2 separate regions of the Sus scrofa genome follow, and region 1 is linked to region 2. Evidence: chromatin contacts called from public HiChIP or PLAC-seq data. All regions are on one chromosome and are shown on one strand. Each heading gives the region's core, a stretch centred on a gene start, on an enhancer-like site or on the middle of the called end of the contact. The rest is flanking DNA. Distances are from core to core; before and after follow the strand shown. Region 1 holds the start of SDSL (serine dehydratase-like). Region 2 overlaps RBM19 (probable RNA-binding protein 19).

The links. HiChIP or PLAC-seq counts read pairs in DNA pulled down with a chosen protein or histone mark.
Region 1: a contact with region 2 is called in an H3K27ac HiChIP or PLAC-seq map of alveolar macrophages. The contact joins the promoter of SDSL here to the enhancer-like site in region 2. A contact is called at or near these places in 1 of 5 promoter capture datasets (fetal liver), 5 of 47 Hi-C or Micro-C datasets (brain, embryonic fibroblasts, epiblast stem cells and 2 more) and 1 of 2 datasets of contacts at active chromatin or transcription factors (alveolar macrophages).

Annotation. Positions count from the first base shown.
Region 1 is chr14:38,483,103-38,486,815 of Sscrofa11.1, forward strand. It overlaps SDSL (serine dehydratase-like), which reads right to left and starts at 1,357. Exons shown (of 9, transcript XM_005670678.3): 1 at 939-1,357.
Region 2 is chr14:38,103,840-38,107,379 of Sscrofa11.1, forward strand. RBM19 (probable RNA-binding protein 19) reads left to right here. Exons shown (of 25, transcript XM_005670677.3): 16 at 498-627. Among named protein-coding and RNA genes, the nearest start is that of RBM19, 24 kb to the left of the region's middle. Within about 2 kb of position 1,457, at least 7 of the 83 cell types and tissues checked have an H3K27ac peak or open chromatin away from gene starts, as enhancers often do. A contact at or near this core is called in alveolar macrophages and fetal liver, where this site is marked.

The DNA.
Region 1 (3,713 bases), core at 107-2,606, 380 kb after region 2:
TTTTTTTTTTTGAGATAGGTTCATTTATTAACTTCACTTATTAGATAATGAAACTGAAGTCCAAAGGGATTAAGTAAATTGTTCAAAGTCACACAGCTATAAATGGTACGGCCAGGTTCAAACTCAGGCAGTGCACTTTGGCATCTGGGCTCTTACCCACCATGCATTCTCTCTCTCTCTTACATTAGCATTATTATTAAATGTGTGAGCATGTAGTATTTAACTGCAGGTTGACCTTAGAAGCCAACTGCTCCGGGCTCCATTCCAGGCTCCCCCAGCCCCCTTGGTTATACCAACTGCCCAGACAAGAACAGCAGGCGTCAGTTAAATGAATGAATCCCAGGTTGCCAGCAGCCTTACCAACGCCCATCAGGGCCAGGCCTCCTAGAGGGAGATCTGGGGACAACTGGAGGCTCTCACCATGTGTGGCTGCCGCTGGGCCTGAGGAGCCCAGGGCCCTGTCTGCTGTGAGAGGCATGGGGCTGGTGCTCAGGTCCCAGTGGGGGCGACCTTGGCCAAGACGCCTTTCCTCCCTGGGCCTCACCTGCTGCATCTATGATTTAAGGTAAAGACCAACTACCTTTTCCACCTCCCTTGTCCCTCAGGCTGTTCCCCAGAGGCCTCCTGGATGACACGCCACAGCCAAATCCCCGGTGCCAGAGTTGGGCAGCCTCAGGCTGCCCAGAATGCTTGGCCCCGCCCCCTCGGGGCAGGATGGGCTCCCCGATCCTCAGGGTCCCGGGCACCCAGCCTTCTCGCCTGTGGCAGACAGGCCCTGGAGCTGAACCCAGATTCCTGGGAGGACCAGGATATTCTCACCCTCTCACTTCCTGTCTACTCATCTGGGACTAGGCCCCAGAAACTTCCAGACTAGCCTCTACACACATTCACATGCGCAAGGAGCCCCAGGGCCCTATTTGGATCTCTGGCCCCCTTACCTTCTTTTCCAGAGGTCCCCAGAGCAGCTCAGCCCCAGCCCACTGCCCACAAGCTTGCCTTAGCACCGCTCTGCCAGCCTCCCGTGGCCCTGGTCCCTCCTCCCAGGTTAAAGGGACAGCTCCCTGCGGGAGGAGAAAGGGAACACAAGCTTCACTGCCTCCCTGTGTGCTTCCAGGATACGTGATTACCTGTTCCCATTTGACAAATGAAGAAACTGAGACCCAGAGAGGGGGACTCACTTGCCCAAGGCCAGCAGCCAGGGAGAGGCACCCTTTACCCCCCACACTGCACCACCTCTGTCGTGACACAGACTCCTCCAAGTCCAGTGCTTGTCCCGAATGCCAAGCTGGTTCCCCTGGACCACTGTCAAGTTCAGCTAAGGTCTGGGAGGAGAAAACAAGGACAAAGAAACTATCATTGGAATACCCTGGTGGCTCAGTGGGTTAAGGATCAGGCAATGTCAGTGTTGTGGTTCTGGTTACTAATGTGGTGTAGGTTCAATCTGTGGCCCAGGAACTTCCTCACAATATAGGGGCAGCCAAAAGAAGGAAACAAACAAACAATTATTTTCTGTCACATGAGAAAGGCATGTTTTTTTCCAAAACACCTCCTTTATCTCTGATTAGTTTGCACCCAACATTGGAAGTCATAAATTGTTTATTATTCAAATGAATCATTCTGACAATTGATTCATTCCTTCAGGAATATTTACTGGACACCTACAAAGCATCAAGCCCAGGGACCTTTAGCCTCAAACAAGACAGCATGTCCCCTGCCCTCAAGAAGCCCCAAGGGACTTTGAAGAGCAGGCATGATCATTGCAGTCGATATTGGCAGGGAGAGGTGTGGGAGGGCTCTGGACACCAAGAGCAGGCCCCTCACTGGCCCCTGGGGGCTGGGAAGGCTTCCTGGGGGAGGAGACTGCGCGGAGCCAGGAATCAGGAGCACAGAGAGCAAAGGTCTGAAACTGAGGAATGTGGGGGTTTCGGGAATGGAGCCGTGTGCAGCGGGACTGGAACAGAGAAGGCAAGGGTGGGACAGCAGAATGCCTGTGCCAATCCAGAGTCTGGGCCTCCCCCAGGGGCACTAGGGAGCCATGGACAGCTTTAGGCAGGGGTATGACGTGACTACAGTCACATCTTGTCTCTTAGCATCTCACTGGGTGAATCTGAGCTGGTCACGTCTATTTGAGGGCCTTCAGTTTCCCTTATGTGAAAGGGGAAGTGGGGTCCAGGAAGCGCCTGGCAGCCCAAATGGTCTGTTCCCTTATTAGCCTATGTGTAACCTCCCCGAGTTTGATGATTAACTCCAGGTCAACTGGGGGTCAAGAAGAACTGCTTGGTCATGATCCTTGACAAGAACTTGGGCAGCTTCATCTTTGTTCTCACATTAAACATACACCATCCATGGATGTCTCTGCTGTGGCACAGTTTCGATCCCTGGCCGGGGAACTTCCACATGCCTGCTACAGGCAAGGCCAAAAAATTAAAAAACAAACATACACCATCCTTGTCAGGTGCCCTGTCCTGGACTGGGCCCTGGGGACACAGAGGTGGTAAAACTCAGTTCATGCCTTGATGTGACCCCCAGCCTGAAGAGGAGAGGCACACACCAATTCAGTGACAACCTAAGACTCCCCCAGGAGGAAAGAGAGCAGAAGGTCCCCCTAGGGCAGCTAGGGGTGGGGTATGACCAAGGAGAGCTTCCTGGAGGAGAAGGGCCTTGGCACACAGCTCATACTTGGACAGGAAGCACAACAGCTGCATTTATTGCATGCCTACTGTATGCCAGCACTTTCGTGTTGACCATCAATTCCCAAAGGTGTTTTAATGGTTGAGTATATATTTCTGTGAATATTAGGATATATATATAACTTCATGGACATCATTGCTTAGGAAGAAGCTAAAGCAGGTATTAAAGTTTAAAAATGGAGTCTTTTTTTAAACAAAAATGAAACCAAAATTTAATTTAAAAAATAAGTATACAAACAGGAAAAATATTTAACAATTAAAGGAGAATACAATAAAAATAATTCCTCATTTAATTTCTGCCTCTTTTTCCTCTCCATGGAGCATTATTAACAATTAGTTAGTTGGAAGTTTTTTTATCACAGTTTCAATTTCAGTACTTGTGATTAGTCTGTCCATCTTTTCTATTTCATCTTGGTTTAGTCTTGGAAGATTGTACCTTTCTAAGAATTTGTCCTTTCTTCTAGGTTTTCTGTTTTATTGGTGTATAGTTGCATATAGTAGTCTCTTATGATCCTTTGTATTTCTGTGATGTCTGTTGTTACTTCTTTTTATTTCTAATTTTATTGATTTGAGTCTTCTCTCTTTTTTTCTTGATAAGTCTGGCTGAGGGTTTATCCATTTTGTTGATCTTTTCAAAGAACCAGCTTTTTATTTCCTTGATCTTTTCTATGGTTTTCTTTGTTTCTATTTCATTGATTTCTGCTCTGATCTTTATGATTTCTTTCCTTCTACTAACTTTAGGTCTTATCTGTTCTTCTCTCTCTAGCTGCTTTAGATGTAAAGTTAGCTTGTTTATTTGAGCTTTTTCTTGTTTCCTGGGGTGGGCTTGTATTGCTATAAACTGTCCTCTTAGAACGGCTTTTGCTGCATCCCATAGGTTTTGGAGTGTCATATCTTTGTTGTTATTTGCTTCTAAGTATTTTTTAATATCCTCTTTGATTTCTTCAGGGATCCATTGGTTGTTTAGTAGCATGTTGTTGAGGCTCCACGTGTTTGTGTTTTTTGCAGTTTTTTTCTTGTTGT
Region 2 (3,540 bases), core at 207-2,706:
TTATATCCAAGCAAGGCCATGTTCACAGGTTCTGGGACTTGGGACGTGGACATATCAGTTGGAGGTCCCCCTTCAACCCACTGCAAGTGCTTCTCCTTATCAGTCAGTGTAACACTTTGTAGACTGTGTCTCATTTATCCTTTTTTTTTTTTTTAAAAAAAAAAAAAAAACAAAAAAAAAACCTACGTATGTACACAGGTTCACACATGCTACCTCTGAGTGTATGTGTGGTGTCAATGGCCCCACTGCACATCCTCTAGGAAGGCTGCCCTGTGTGGTGGATTCTGCTCTCCCTCCCCTCCGCAGTCTGGTTAGAGAAAACGGGATGAAGATGGGTCCAGTGACAGCAGGTGCTCAGGCCTCTGCCCCAAGCCCTGAGCTGCAGCTCAGGCCCCTCTTCCCAGGCATTGGGCAGCACAAAGGGTGCTGCACTCCAGGCACCTGGCCCATCATCCCCAGTTGTGAACTGAGTCCCTCCCCCGCCCCTGTCTCTGCAGTTCCACCATGTCCCCCTGTATCTGGAGTGGGCCCCGATGGGTGTCTTTTCCAGCCCAGCCCCGCAGAAGAAAGAACCCCAAGACACACCGGCAGAACTGACGGAAAAGGACAGGATGGAGCCAGAAACAGGTGAGAGCAGAGGCTGAGGTGTCCTGGGGCAGCAGGTGAGGGAAGGGCAGCACTCAGTTGTCTATCACGCATTCGGTTCAAAGTGCTTCATTCATCCTGAGACTACTGGGTCCCAGTCTCATGGATTTTACAGGCATGTAAAATGTCCTTTAAAAATAGACCATAGGGAGTTCCCGTTGTGGCGCAGCAGTTAACGAATCCAACTAGGAACCATGAGGTTGCGGGTTCGGTCCCTGCCCTTGCTCAGTGGGTTAAGGATCCAGCGTTGCCGTGAGCTGTGGTGTAGGTTGCAGATACGGCTCAGATCCTGCGTTGCTGTGGCTCTGGCGTAGGCCGGTGGCTACAGCTCCGATTGGACCCCTAGCCTGGGAACCTCCATATGCTGTGGGAGCAGCCCAAGAAATAGCAAAAAAAAAAAAAAAAGTAGACCGTAGACATTCCAGTTGTGGCTTAGTAGAATAATGAACCTGACTAGTGTTCATGAGGATGCGGGTTCGTTCAGTCCCTGGCCTCACTCAGTGGGTTGAGGATCCAGTGTTGCCTCGAGCTGTGGTGTAGGTTGCAGGCACAGCTCCAGTTTGACCCCTAGCCTGGGAACTTCTGTATGCTGCAGATATGGCCCTAAAAAGAAAAAAAATGGGGCATAAAAATTATTAGTACAGCATAAGGTGTCCTACTTTTGGACAAACAAAAAACAAAAACTGGAACCTATTATTAGGGGTTCAGAAGAGAACAAGAGAAAACAGCCTTCTTACTCCCTCATCCACCAGGATGGGTGCGCCTGGCTGTTGGAGATGTTTATTCTCCAGGGTCCTGGGGTGGCATAGCGCCCTCTGGTGTCCAATGACTGCAAAGGCAGGAAAGGGAAGGGATGTGGACCCCCCCAGTGATGGATGCTTTACCCTTGAGTGAGGAAGGGTGCTGCTGACACTCAAGGCAGCACAGTTCTTCCTTGTTGGGACTCTTCTACAGTTGTAAGACATTTTGCATCCCTGGACCCTACGCACTGAGTGTCAGGAATGCCCCCTGTAATTGTGGCAGACAGGCAGAGACACACACATATACACTCACTCACACACACACACACACACACAAACACACACACTGTCTCTCCCTCTCTCTCTCTCTCTCTCTCTCTCTCTCTCTCTCTCTCTCTCTCCCTCTCTCCCCCCTCCCCCCCTTCCCCCCCAGATGCCCTCTAGGGGGCAGTGCAGCTCTCAATTGAGAAACATTTAGGGGACTGTGACTGTCCCAGAATTAATAGGCACACGCACATGCACTCCCAGGTGCCCTCTAGGGGGCAGTGCAGCCCTCAGTTGAGAACCACGTGGGAGACCATGATTTTTCCAGGATCAAAGGCCTTTAGAAAAGCTTTGAAAAGGACCTGACAGCCCCTTACCCAGACCCTATGATCTTGCCCATCTGTAGTATCCCCTACCCCATCTCACCATAGGGTTGCCAGTTTGTTAACATAAGGATTTAGAAAATACATCTCCTATATACCCTCTCCATTTTCCTCATTAAAAAAAAAAAAAAAAATGAGTGTCATGGTGGGGGGAGTGGGTGTGGGGAGGCAGGATTTTCAAACTAAAGAACAATCCTTTAGCTGAATAGACCTCACCATCAGTTATGCTCCCTAGGCTGTCTGCAGTTCCTGTAAATCAGTAAAAGCTCCTTCAGGACTGGCCTGGTCACTGCAAGGCATTTGGGAACCACTGGTCTAGAAGCCTTGTTTCTGTCAGGAAGGAAAATTCTTCCTTTTCTACTTTCTGAGGCCCCTGAAAGCCTCCCTAGCCCTTGGGGTTACCGGTCATTGCTATACATCTCTCAAGAGCCCCGCACCAGCCCCTGGTTAGGGGTTATTTTTGTCCACCACTTGGTAGCATTCCCTTCCAATCTGCTCATACTTCCATCAAAAAGACTTCCTTTTATGTAGTCATGGTTTCTCTCAACTAGCCGTCACCCCGAAATAGTCGGGGCCAGGCCCTGCCTCCCAAGGGGCTGGTGTGCAGCATTCTGCCATCACTGACACAAGGGAGACCCAGGGCTGGGGCAGGAGTAAATAGTTGTAGCAAACAGAGCAGGTTTGGGGCCTGGAAGTTGTGTGCGTCTGTGCTGGTCCCCAGCCCTCCTGAGTCCCATGTCGTCAGGCAGATTCCCACAGAGCATGGTTCCCGGGCCTCCTTTTGCCCTTTCTGTTCCTTTTCTTACACGGGTCACAGACACAGTCACCTCCCCAGTCCCTGGGCTGTTCCTTTTAGCCTGCTCCTCCTCCACGCTGCTCCCGAAGCCTCCCCAGCTCCCATCCCCACAGGCGGGGGCCTCAGCCAGCGCCCCCTAGGTCTGGATCTTCTCAGGCTCCGCAGGAAGGCGAGCGGGAGGGGAGTGGACGGAGGGGGGGTGTTCCCCATCCCCCCTTCTCTACAAAGCCCTCCGTTCCCTGTACTGGTCTCGGGGGAGGGGGACAGTGTGTTTTATCTCCCCACAACCAAGACCCTCACCTCCAGATAAAGGGCTCCGAGTGGGGGGAGGTCCTGCAAAGCTGCTTGCAACTGATAACAGTCTCTGCTGTCAGCCTTCTGCGCCGAGAGCTGCAAAGGGGAGGGAGCCACAGTAAATTCTGTGGCCTGATTATAATAAAGCCCCATGTGGCGATGCGTGACTGGATTTTATTGTGCCAACTACAGATGGAAGCATATCCCCCCTGCCTCTCCAGGCCCCTGCCAGCCCACCTTGCTTTCCCAGTCTTCACCCTGGTCCCCAGCACCCCCGCCCCAGCCCCGGCCCCATCCTGCTCTCACTTCTGCCCTCTTTTCTTGCTTCCTGGTGACTTCATTGGCGAACATCTGTCTGGTTCACAATACCTCCTTTTTCCTTCCTAGTCTTTCCGTCATCTCCCTACTTGAGGCCAGG